Regions from separate parts of the Ovis aries genome. Here region 2 is linked to region 1. A link is a contact called in public Hi-C data. All regions are on one chromosome and are shown on one strand. The core of a region is the stretch at or near the end of the contact, and the rest is flanking DNA. Distances in the headings are between cores, read along the strand shown. Region 1 holds the start of ODC1 (ornithine decarboxylase 1). Region 2 holds the start of ATP6V1C2 (ATPase H+ transporting V1 subunit C2).

Region 1 (6,627 bases), core at 1,651-4,150:
TGCAACAATCACAAATACTTACGTAGAAAATGTAAGAGATGGAATTTAAAGGGATTATGCCAACTTTTCACAAAGGCAATTCTCCAGGAATTCCAAGTCCACCGAAGATGCGTGTGCTCTCTGTACAGCAGTGGAAATGTTCGATAAACACACAATCTGCTGTCCACCTTCAGAACACATTAAATTGGAAGATCAGGTATTGACAGCACACACACACCCAAGAAGCAGGGCTACTAAAGCACCCTCCAGAGTGCTCATTCCCTAGGTTTGGAAATCCCATTATTTCTAGGTTTAAGTCCAATGGTTCTATAAATCTCAATGGAATGAGGACCTCACAGATTCAACACTAGAGTTTTTCAAACTCAACTTCCATATATAGTACTGTACTTAGTCACTCAGTCATGTCTGACTCTTTGTGACCCCATGGACTATAGCCTGCCAGGCTCCTCTGTCCATGGGATTCTCCAGGCAAGAATACTGGAGTGGGTTGCCATGCCCTTCTCCAGAGAATCTTCCCGACCCAGGAATGGAACCCAGGTCTTCCGCATTGCAGGCAGATTCTTCACCAGCTGAGCTACCAAGGAAGCCCATATATAGTTCTGTCCACCTCAAAAAAGGCACTCCAAACATTCCTGCTAAAATGCAGAATACAGGTTTCAGAAACTTTCCTGCACTCAGTCCACTGAGAGGGAAAAAGCTTCATGACAGCTTACTTTATTTCAGACCTGTTTCTCTTTAGAAGATTAAAACAGCATGATAGCAATTTTGCAAAGCTGCCATATAAACACCTTGCTATTTCCTACATTTGCTAAGTCTTATACAGAAGAACTTTTAGTGACCGACAGGCACTGTTATCAATTTACTGAGTGCTCTAAATTTTCCTGAGAAATGAGCTAATTTTCATGCTAGGCATGTGTTTTTTTTTAAAACATGCAATAAAAAAAAATCAATAGAATGTATTACAGCTGCTGTATCTAAATGGCAATCGATATTCTAAAACCAGCGCTGCCTACTAAACTACTTGGGATTCTGGGAATCCCAACTATCCTCACAGGCACTCTAACTTACATGATTGGCTATGAATGATAATCACCTGGGAGTTATTATCAACTATGAATTACAAAAATTAGCAAACAATGATTTCTGAATAAACAAAAATAAAGCTCATTTAACCATCAGAGCCACTGTCCTTGGCATTCTCGAAATGTGACATTGGTCAATGAGTTACCTTAAAGTTATTATTTTAACCTATTTAATCTCTGATAGGGAGGTCATCTTTTCCACTGTGCAACCCACTTCAGTGCCTGCAGCCTACTGGCAGAGGCCAGGCAATGGTTCGGGGCCGGGTTTGCTCTGGCATGGGACACTATGAGAGGCCCAGGGGGACGAGCCTGCCATAAATCCAAACCCATGCATGGGAGAACTTGCAAGACTTGATCTAATGTGACTTGCTGGCTTTGTCAACCTCCTAGCTTCCTAATTTGCCCTTAGGGGAAGGGAACAGACCGCCAGCACACACATTCTGTCTACAAAAGTTAACATTTAAATAGGGTCACCAGTGATAGACTGGGCCGTTTAGGGTTTTTAAAAAAAAAAAAAAAAAAAAAAAAAAAGACAACATTCAGGCTTAAATTTACAAGTGTGTATTTCTCTGAAACACATCACTATTAAGTATTTTGCTTCCTTGTATCTTTCAAAGCTTTTCTTCAGTAACTTTTGATACAGAGAAAGTTCACCCTAGAACACCTTTGGGTGTTTTTTTCTATATGGCTACGTTACTTAAACTGACATGGATTAGCAAAACATGGTCCTTCTCTGGTATGAAATTATTTTTTGCCAATTGGGAAACGTTAGACAGGTACCAACTCAAACCGCAACTGAAAATTTTACAAATCGATTAAATTTTAGGTTTGAATGAAATTAGCACATTTTGTCCTCCCTACTAGACACTCCTAAAAGGTTCTGCTCCCCACATCTTCCCTCGTTATTTCGGATTCTCAAACAGTCGGCCGTTTGGGGAAAATCTTGTGACTGGCTCCTACGTCTTAGTCGTTCGTCTGATCTTAATAATCTAAGGACTTTTCCTAAATCACCAAGTCAAAGATTCCATCAACATTTCTAAGTCCGGCCGAGCAGTATCAGTTACACACGGGTTATCTCAGCTCTAGCGATCTGAGTGGCTTTCTATATTGGGCCATTCGCTCTGTACACACAGCAGGGGGGGGGGGGACTGAAAAAAAAAAAAAAGGAAATTCCAGGGCAACACGGCGGAACGGCACGTGCACGGGAGGCCGGCACCCCGAGACTTGTGCCGGGCTCGCCTCCTGCCTCCTCCTGCACCTGCTGCCGGACCACCACATGGGTTTAAAAAAAATAGCGGCTGAAGGATCGATCTCCTCAAAGAGCTTCCGGCTCAGAAAACCCTCACTGACGTGGTTCAGAAAAGGTGAACCCTGGGCCGCCCCAGCGCCAGGCTGCCCTTGAGCCGGGAGGGGTCGGGTTCCGGCTCCACCCGGGACCCCCAAGGCCGACGGGCCGGGCTCTGCGACCACGTGTCCTCGCAGCTCCAGGGGCCCGCTATGCTCCGGCCTCCGGGACACGTGGCCGGCACCCCCCGCCCCTCACCCGCGCCAGCCCGCCCGCCCGCCGGCCTCCCTACCGCCCGGACGCGACCCCTCTTTTACCTCAGAGCGCAGGGGCGCGGCGGGCCAACCCCATGGAGACAACGCGCCGCCGCCGAGCGCTAAAGGACCCGCCGGCCGCCCCGCCGCCCCCGTCAGCCGCTCGCCCGGCCGCCCGCCGCCTCGCTCCCTCCCGCGGAGGACTGCCGGCCCGAGGTGGCGCCGGAGCGCTGGCAGAGGGGCGGCGGCGGCGGAGGCTGAGGGGGAACTGACAAAGCCCGGCGCGCCGCCGCGCCGCTACTTATAGCGCCGCGCGTGTCGTCATGGAGACACACCAGCTCAAACCAGCCGCGATCGGTTCCGTCCGGGCGTCCTCCCAGGGAGGGGGCGGGGCCAACTCGGGACGGGGAGAGGGAGGGGTGGGGGTCGCCGGCGGATCAACGTCAGCACCTCCCAGCCCCGCCCAACCCCGCCCCTCCCGGGCCCGCCGCCGGCCCACGCATGCGCACCAGCCGCGGGCTCCCCGGGGCTCCGCGCGCCTGGCTGGCCGCCTAAGGCGGGTAGCCGCTCGCACGCCAGCCGAAGGATTGCAAAACCTGCCTCTGAACGCCCGCCGGATGGCAGCCTGTGCGCCAAGCCAGCGCTCTCCTTCCACCTGGCATCAAATGCCGCGTGCCCTCGGGCAGAGAACGGAAATCGCTGGGCGCGAGCGGGCCACGTGGACCCCACCTGGCGGACCCCGGGCCCTTCTTTCTTTCTGCGGGGCGTCTGTATATGCCGGTGGGAGGACCTGGAGGTGATCCTGGAGCAGCTCCACCCCACGAAGAAGTGGGGCAGGAGGCAGAAGGGGCAGTGGTCAGCGGGCAAATTAAGAGGCACAGCTTTGGGCAGCTCTCGAGCCGCTGAGCGTATTGAACCGCGTCTGACATGTCCGGGTGTCTTCCTAGAAGGTAGCAGGCAGCCGAGGACATGCGAAGAGGCACGTTGCGCTTAAACCAGACTCGTCTAAGGGCGTTAGGGCAAGGGGTGGGAGGTAACAGGTCTGCAAGCCACCGGGCGATCCACTGTCCTTTGTATTGTTGTTCAGTCGCTCAATCGTTTCCGACTCTGCGACCCCAGGGATTGCAGCACGCCAGGCGTCCCTGTCCTTAACCATCTCCTCCTGGAGCTTGGTCAGACTCCTGCTGGTTGAGTCAGTGATGCCATCCAGCCATCTCATCCTCTGGCGTCCCCTTCTCCTGCCTTCAATCTTTCCCAGCATCGGGGTCTTTTTCTAATCAGTGGGCTCATCAAATCAGGTGGCCAAAGTATTGGAGCTTTATCCTCAGTCCTTCCAGTGAATATTCAGGATTTATTTCCTTTAGGATGGACTGGTTTGGTCTCCTTACAGTCCAAGGGACTCTCAAGAGTCTTCTCCAACACCACAGTTCGAAAGCATCAATTCTTCCGTGCTCAGCTTTCTTTATGGTCCAACTCCAACATCCATATATGACTACTGGGGAAACCATAGCTTTGACTATTCAGACCTTTGTTGGCAAAGTCATGTCTCCACTTTTTAATATGCTATCTAGGTTTGTCATAGCTTTTCTTCCAAGGAGCAAGCATCTTTTAATTTCATGGCTGCAGTCACCATCTGCAGTGATTTGGAGCCTAAGATAATAAAGTCTGTCAGGGTATTGGGTGGTGCTTATCAATGACTTCTCTGAGGGCAGCTGTGATTGGCTCGCTTTGGGAGAGTTACGTGAGTCCCAACACAACAACAGTGTCTACAGGAGGAATACATACGGCAAAAACTGGGAAACTGGGAGTCCCCAGGAGTGCAGCCAAGACCCTGGTGGGAGAACTGGCCTCTCCCAGATGCTGCCCACCCTCACCACCACTGCCGACCTTAGGGAGGCACGTGGGGCACTTTTTTCCCCTTGCATTTAAAATGTTCCTTCCCTTGTAGACAAAGTCCAACAGACACCATTATGTCCCAATGTAGGGTGTGACTGACCTGAGGGCTGCCGGTGGGAGTAAAAAGGTGTGAAACTAGCGCTAGCCACACAGTGAAGGGGACGAGCCTGGCAGAGCTCAGTGCTATAGTCTACCTTGGTCTCAATTTGCTGTGTGATCTTGGGTAAGTTACCTCCCTTCTCTGGGCCTCAGGAGAAAACGGGACTAGATGACCCAAGGATCTTCACTGCTACAAAAACCTCCTTTGTGAAGAGTACTAGTTTGATGAATGCAGAAGTGAATGAGTAACCTAGCTTTCCCTGGGCCATGCATGGCTTCCACAGAATCAAGAAGACAGACGACAGAAGAGGGTAAAGAGCAGCAAGTCCTCATATGTGAGGGGACATGACAGCTGCCTTTACTCTTGGTCACCCTGATCAATTTATTCTTTACACAGTCCTTGAGCAACCACTGAGTACCAGGTACCACTAGGGAGGCGGGGGGTGGGGGGGTGGATGGCAAGAGGAGTGCGGGGGGGTGCAGAGGTGGGGGTGTGTTACTCCACCCTAGCAAGTTTAATTCCTAGGAGGGATTGAGATTAACAATGCAATAAACAGTCCCATCTGAGAACATTACAGCCCCAGGCACTAAGTGGGACAGCTTCGATTTCGTGGTGAACACTCTGGGATTTGTCCCCGCTCTGTGAAGAAACATTTTGTTCCAGTGACACGCAGATTTTTTTCCCTCAAACTCCGGAAGTCTCCTGTGTCCAGTGCCAAGGCCAAGAGGGAGCATTGTCTGCTGCCCTGCTCTCCCAGGCCCATCAATCAACCAGTCCTTGTGGCGATCATTGTCCCCTGCTATTGGGCTTCCTTCCAGTGGGGGTAACCGGATGTCTCCGAGTGTGGGATCCTAGTGGGAGCCTCATGTGGAGGGAAGGCCAGCCAGCCCCCCTGCTCCCCCCCACTCCCCACCCCCGTCCTGCCAGCAGCTTGCTGTTCTGTGACCTTGGCCATCTCCTTGACCCTGTATGAGCCTCTCTGTCTCCAGCCATCAAGGGTCTGGCCCTGGTCTAGGGTCTCTTTCAGCTCAGTCCTGTGATTGTATTTTAGAATTAGAAGTATTCACTAGAACAAAAAGGCGAATTCTCAGTTCAGGAAGCCAGGTGGTCTGTCTCTCTGCCACTCACACGTGCCACTCCTGCACAGGTCACCCCCACCCACGGCCTCTCTTGCCAGCCCACCTCTAACATACAAACTGCATGTATGTTGCACTCTCCTCTGGGGAGGCCTGGCCATGCCCAGATGACCCATCTTGACCCAGATGGGGAAACAGAAGCAAGGGAAGGAGGAGGTGCTGGTTCCCTGAGGGCTGGCCCTGGGGCTGCAGGCAGACTCTTGACTTTGGCCTTAGGCCTGGGAGTCAGCAGGCCTGAGTCATTAAACCCAGTTACTAATCTGGATCTGAGAAGATAAACCTACAGTGACTAAACCTGGTCTTGTTCAAATGCATGGCATTCTTGTATTTCTGCATAAATTCCATAGACTTTATCTTCTCCCTTACAATTTTTTTTTTCCTTAAAGAAAAGCAGCATATCCTTGCAAACTATGAAGTTACCCTTACATGGAGATAAGGTTTTTGTGTTTGGTGCAGAGGCAGTAACTTAGAGAAGGAAGCAAAAACATCCGAATGCATGTGGGACATGCCAATAAGATCGGTGCCCTTGGTCATCCCACCTCAGTTCTGGGAGCAACTCCAATTATTTTAGCTGCCTTCAGCACCTAGCTCATCACGAAACCCTGAGCATCACTTCTGCTCTCTGGATCTCAAGGCCTTTCGGTAAAATGTTCTTTAGCTGGACTGGACTGGATCAAAGCTCTGATGTCCTAAGAATCTCTGACGTATTTTACAAAGAACTCTGTATAAATCTGCTGACCATGTTTTCTAATACCAAAAGTGAAGACGTGTCCTCCACAGAAGGTGTTTTTTCTTAAGTTATTTATCTCAAAGGACTAATAAAGGTACATGATGATTACAAGTGCATGGAGTCACCTTTACTGAACAGGAGTAA
Region 2 (6,627 bases), core at 2,866-5,365, 220 kb after region 1:
TGATGATAAAGAAATGATACTTTTAAAACTCATATTCACAGACACCACATTTTGTTCTGTAATTACTATACCTTATTTTAGCTAGCAATATAAATCCATTGCATGAACAGGTCCAATGATGAAGCACCATAAAGTACAATTACCTTAAAGCAGTGGTTTTCAACCAGGGGCAATTTTGCCTCCAAAGGGCATCTGGCAATTCTTAAAGCATATTTGGTTGGCACAGTGGGATGGGGTGGGCACTCTTGGCATCTAGTGGGTAGAGGTCAGGGATGCTGCCAAACCTCCTACAATGCACAGGACAGCCTGTATGCTAAGCACTGTCCCTCCCAAAATGTCAATAATCACGAGGTTAAAAAAACATATGCTCAAGAAATCAAAGAAAACCAAGAGAAAGATTAACAGATACCATTTCTAAAAGCACAAACCCAATGTACAGCCCATGTTAGATACCAGACATTATAATCTTTAGGGCCCTTTGGTCACGCAGACCCACCCCTAAAGACACTCACTGTGATGTGTGATACCTGAGGAAGGGTGGACACTGGAACACATGTCACTCTTTGAAGGGCCTGAGTCCGAGTCAGAGTTCTCCTCCTGCCTTTGTCTTCAGAGCACTGATTTGTGGGTTTATACTAGTCTTTGTGATTACATTGTTCTGATTTCATTTGAGGCAATAATGTTTCAACTAGAGGTGATGTTAAACTGTATTTCTGGGCAATCGACATGTCCTTTTACATCAAACTAACACAAGCAAAGGGCTTCCCTGGTGGCTCAGTGGTAAAGAATCCACCTGCCAATGCAGGAGACTTGTGTTCGATCCCTGGGTCAGGAAGATCCCCTGGAGAAGCAAATGGCAACCCATTCCAATATTCTTGCCTGGGAAACCCCATGGACAGAGAAGACTGGTGGGCTGCAGTCCACAGGGTTGCAGAGAGTTGGAAACAACTGAGTAACTAAACAACAACAAAAGACAAGCAAAACAGAGGTATATTACCAGGGCCTCTCCTTTAATATGGTATTCAATTTATCTTCTCAGAAGTTATGCTCAAGAAGAGGCCAGTTCACTCAACAGCTGGTCTCATACATCATGAAAAGTGAAGGTGAAGGTCTCTCAGTTGTGTGTGACTCTGTGACCCCATGGACTATACAGTCCATAATACTGGAGTGGGTAGCCTTTCCCTTCTCCAGGGTATCTTCCTGACCCAGAGATTGAACCCAGGTCTCCCACATTGCAGATTCTTTACCAGCTGAGTCACCACGGAAGCCCAAGAATACTGAAGTGGGTAGCCTATCCCTTCTCTAGTGGATCTTCCCATCCCAGGAATCGAACAGGGGTCTCCTGCATTGCAGGTGGATTCTTTACCAACTGAGCTACGAGGGAAGCCCAATGCTATGATTCCCATCCTATGAGGGATGCTCATACATCATGACCATGGGGCAAAGAGAAGGGGATGGAGACTGCCTTCTAAATGGGAGCCTGGGGCCTTAAAGGGCCAGAAATTCTGTACCACAGTGATGGCAGGAAGCAAAGACAATTCATGCTGGAGTTTCTGTACAAACTGACAGCACTCCAGGACAGCACACTAGACAGAGTCTGTCCGGTACAAGAATGAATCAGGCTAAGTTTTAAAAATTCACCAAAGACCTGAGAGTTGTCACTGATTCCGGGCATCCTCTTTGTGTTCTATAAAATCACCGCTAATAGAGAATGGCACTTTACCAATGCCTAATAATTTAACCTGAAACCCAGCAAAAGAGCTCCGGAGATGCTGATGACTTAAATCTCGCACTGGACAGGCACCCTGCCGTCACAGGGGGGGAGAAAAAAAAAACCCTAGTGGATCTTACATTTGAAGTAGGTAGAGCAAAATGTGCTCAATTCTCCATTTCAACTATCAGCAACACGGTGCCCCCAGTCATTCAGACCCAAAGCCTAACAGTCCTCTCTGGATTCTTTCCTTCCCTTCACCTCAACTCCCTACCGCTATTCAACCCACTAGCAAGCGCCACTAGCCTATCTAGCGCCACTAGCCTATCTCCAAAACACCTCCTTTACCCCACCAAGTCTTAGTATCTCCTTTGCCACCATCCTAGCCCAAGCATCAGTCTCTCAGCTGGACCATCTAACTCATCCCCACTCACTCTCCCCAGCTGCAGTAATCTGACACGGAGTAGCCAGTTTGAAACCCAACAATAGCTTCCATAAGCATTAAGAATAAAACCCTAACTTTCTACCTGAGCCTACAAGGCCCATCTCTTCAGTCTCATCTGGCCCCCTTCTCCCATCCCACTGAGCATTCCACAGCCACCACCGTGGTGCTTCTGTGTCTCCAATGTGCCAAGTGCATTCCACTGCAGGTCACTGACACCTGTTCTCTCAGCACAAAAAAACTCTTCCCCTTATCGCCACAAGACTCCATCCTTTTCATCATCCAAGTTTCTGCTCAAAGGTTGCCTCTTGCAGAGAAGACTGCCCTCAAGGCTTTAGTCCAAACCACTTTCTCAGAACACTTCATCCACAAGAGCTCTCTTATAGACACTCAGCAGCCAAAGCACTTATCGGTATCTGAAGTTGTTCTATTTGCTTACTTATTACCTTTTTCTCCAACAGGAAACCATATCTGACCGGTTCATCACGTATTCCAACACTTAGCTCAGGACTGCCTGCACGTACTCACGTCCCAGGAAATGCACGGAGGAGAACAAACTGAGAGGGATCGTGCTGTGTGACAGCCGGAGAAGGAGTTATTTAACCTGAATTCTAAGAAGAAACTGATCCTTGGCTCCAAACCTTTTAGGGTCGGACACAAGAAAAAAGCTACACTGATTCTGATTTCCAACGGCAGAACTCAGACCAATGGTAGCATGTAGGAAGGGCCATGTTTTAAAAACAACTGTCTAACAAGTAGTCTCAAGTGGAAAAGAGCTTCTGCCAAATTTTCTTCTCACTGGTAGTGCTTCCACGGTGGCTTGACCATCACTCTTAAGAAATAACATTGAAGCGTCAGAGCCTAGGTGTGTGACCCCTGGACAAGTCACCTTTTCCCTCCCTGGAAATTTGCATATTTCTAACATGAAAAGATTGGAAGAGAATCGCTGACTTTCCAAGCCCCTTTCAGTTTTGGCGTCTAAAGACTCAATGATATGAAGTTAACTTCAACAAGGTTCAAAAATGTGTCCATGTCATAAATTCTGCAGCTGCAAAGCCTGCATTTCCCTTCACTGCTGTATTTCTAGAACTTGGCATATAACAGAAATTCAAGAACAGCTGAAAAAAGTCGAAGTGTTAGTCGCTCAGTCCTATCCGGCTTTTTTGCGACCCCAGGGACTGTAGCCCACCAGTTCCTCAGTCCGTGGGATTCTCCAGACAACAACAATGGAGTGGGTTGCCCTTCCCTTCTCTAAGGGATGTTCCGGATCCAGGGATCAAACCTGGATTTCCCGCATTGTAGGCATATCCTTTACCGTCTGAGCCACCAGGGAAGCTGATGAGGGGCATTTAAACGGGGGAGAAATATCTGTCAACCAAACTGTCCACGTTTTCCTCCTTGGTTGTAGCAGCGGCTCTGAACATCCATACAAGTCCAAAGGGACACTTCCTCTGTCTAGAGAACTTTCCCCCAAGATAGTTCAAGAAAAACTCATCCATCCTGATTACCCCGAGGCCCAATTTCTGGCATGGTAACAGCACGGTCGTCGTCTCCCAGCACCGATCAGCTTCCCCAGGTACCATGCCTCGCCTCTGAGCCTCCCCGAGACCCGGGCCGGCCCGAGGCCAGCAGAAACTGCCAGGGACGGAGCGGAGGAGACAGGGGCCTCCGCGAGGAGGAGGACCCGACCTGACTCACCTCGGGAAGGGACTTGCCGCAACTGAGACTGTAAATCTTCACCTCGTTGAGGCTGGAGACCTGCATGGCGGCGCCGAGGAGGCAACAAGCCCCGTTCCTGTCCGGGACCCTCTCTCCGCGGAGCAAGGGAGCATCAGAAACTTAAGAAAGCCTGTCGGAGCGCATGAGCAGCGTGAGGCGCGAGCGCCGGCGCTGGGTGATTACGCACTTCCGGGTGCCGGGGAGAAAAAAATGGCCGACTCCGGAAGTGACGGAATTAGGGGAGAGGATCTGGTGAGGCTTTCGGAGAGATGGCAGCCCCCTGGGAGACATGTGAAGATGGGGAGGGCCGAAACCGCTCTCCCTCCTCATGGCAGAGACGCAGGAAGCTCTTAGGGTCGCTTCCCGGGCCGAAGCGTTGAGGTACCCCGGAGGGCGTGGCTGGCCGGGCTGAGGAAGCCTTCGGGAATGGGGCGGGGGGCTCCCAGTCAATGAAGCCAAGTAGAGAAGGAGACCTGTGAGCAAATGCGGGGTGGCAGTAAAATTCTGTTCTCACCAGTGTTTCTGCAACCTTCCCATAGAAATAAATGCTTTTGGAGATGTATTTTAAAAAGAAAAACTGGGGGCGACTGCCCCGACGATCCTGGGCTTCCTCTGCAGGTGGTACGGGTTCAATCCCTGCTCTGGGAACTAAGGTCCCGCGTGTTGCATGGAGTGGCCAAAGATGAAAATTAAATGATTAAATGAAGATTTTTTTCCCATCTGGATTTTTTTCGGAAGTATTTATCAATTGGTTGCAATCGGTCTTCTTTGCTGCGTGTGATTTCTCTACTTGCGGAGGTTGGGTCGGGGTGGCGCTCTTTCGTGATGCTTGGGCTTCACTGCGCTGCTTGATGTCACTGCGGTGTCTTCTCTTGTGAAGTCTGGGCTTGCAGGCTCAGTGGATGCGGCCAACGGGTGGGCTTAGCTGCTCGGCAGCATGTGGGATCTTCCCAGACCCGGATGGAATTCTGCATTGGCAGACGGATTCCTATCCACCGCAGGGACCAGGAAAGTCCCATCATTTGGATTTGGCATTCATCCAGAAGAGCAAAACTCACCACCCCGACATGTCTCTTTGGGATGTGCATTAGTTCCATCTGAAAACAATCACAGTCCAAAAAACATGGGAAGAGACTTGACCTTCCCATTCTCTGTCTAGCAGAATGTAGCCAGAGGACCTGTTCTAGGAAGGGAGCTGTCACCAGAGATAACTATAGCATGAACTAGGTGTGGTGGACAGGGAGGAACCTAGCAAAGTCTGTTAAAATTCTTCCACCTGTCCCATTGTCTCTGAGGTACCCAGCAAGCATTTATTTGTTTACCAAACATTTGCTTTTTAATCTCCATGTCAGTTGCCTTCCTTGCCTTTGAAGTCTCAAAGCAGAGCCCAAAACAATTTTTTGTCTTTAGCAAAAGAGGCGAGTGAAAAAGTTGGCTTAAAGCTCAACATTCAGAAAAGATCATAGCATCCGGTCCCATCACTCCATAAAAAATAGATGGAGAAACAGTGGAAACAGTGTCAGACTTTGTTTTTTGGGGCTCCAAAATCACTGCAGATGGTGATTGCAGCCATGAAATTAAAAGACGCTTACTCCATGGAAGAAAAGTTATGACCAACCTAGACAGCATATTCAAAAGCAGAGACATTACTTTGCCGACTAAGGTCTGTCTAGTCAAGGCTATGGTTTTTCCAGTAGTCATGTATGGATGTGAGAGTTGGACTGTGAAGAAGGCTCAGCACCGAAGAATTGATGCGTTTGAACTGTGGTGTTGGAGAAGACTCTTGAGAGTCCCTTGGACTGCAAGGAGATCCAACCAGTCCATTCTGAAGGAGATCAGCCCTGGGATTTCTTTGGAAGGAATGATGCTGAAGCTGAAACTCCAGTACTTTGGCCACCTCATGCGAAGAGTTGACTCATTAGAAAAGACTTTGATGCTGGGAGGGATTAGGGGCGGGAGAAAAAGGGGACGACCGAGGATGAGATGGCTAGATGGCATCATTGACTTGATGGACACGAGTCTGAGTGAACTCCGGGAGTTGGTGATGGACAAGGAGGCCTGGCATGTTGTGATTCATGGGGTTGCAAAGAGTTGGACACGACTGAGTGACTGAACTGAACTGAAAGATGGTATTTGGACTTCCCAGGTGGCTCAATGGTAAAGAATCCACCTGCCAATGCAGGAGACTTAGGTTCAGTCCCTAGGTCAGGAAGATAACTCTGGAGTAGGAAATGGCAACCCACTCCAGTGTTCTTTTTGCCTTCTTATACTATTCTTGCAGGAGGAGAAGGAGGTAACGGGGAATGGAGTGGTTGGATGGCATCACTGACTCGGTGGACATGAGTTTGAGCAAACTCTGGGAGATAGTGAAGGACAGGGAAATCTGGTGTGTTGCAGTCCGTGGGGTCACAGAGAGTCAGACACGACTTAGTGACTGAACAACAACAAGCAGTATTCTTGCCTGGAAAATTCCATGGACAGAGGAGCCTGGTGTGTTACAGTCCATGGAGTCCCAAAGAATTGGACAGGACTTAGCAGCTAAGCAGCAGCAGCAATGATGGCATTTAAGGTGAGGGTTTTGACCGTTTTGGTGCGTTGAATAACTGAGTAGTTTCCCCGAGTTTCTCCCATGTATTTATGTTTAGTTCAGTTCACTTCAGTTGCTCAGTCGTGTCTGACTCCTTGCGACCACATGAATCGCAGCACGCGAGGCCTCCCTGTCCATCACTAACTCCCGGAGTTCGCTCAAACCCAT

Evidence for each region. Hi-C and Micro-C count contacts between places; a contact is called where the count stands out from the background.
Region 2: a contact with region 1 is called in a Hi-C map of liver, with 3 times the contacts expected there. The contact joins the promoter of ATP6V1C2 here to the promoter of ODC1 in region 1. A contact is called at or near these places in 7 of 16 Hi-C or Micro-C datasets (blood, hypothalamus, liver and 3 more).

What each region holds. Positions count from the first base shown.
Region 1 is chr3:19,600,626-19,607,252 of ARS-UI_Ramb_v3.0, forward strand. ODC1 (ornithine decarboxylase 1) reads right to left here and starts at 2,901. Exons shown (of 12, transcript XM_015094220.4): 1 at 2,685-2,901; 2 at 23-167. It overlaps LOC114114242 (small nucleolar RNA SNORA42/SNORA80 family), which reads right to left and starts at 1,414; the gene lies at 1,282-1,414.
Region 2 is chr3:19,823,343-19,829,969 of ARS-UI_Ramb_v3.0, forward strand. It overlaps ATP6V1C2 (ATPase H+ transporting V1 subunit C2), which reads left to right and starts at 4,116. Exons shown (of 13, transcript XM_027966523.3): 1 at 4,116-4,253. NOL10 (nucleolar protein 10) reads right to left here and starts at 4,055. Exons shown (of 21, transcript XM_004005682.6): 1 at 3,852-4,055. The coding sequence starts at 3,917.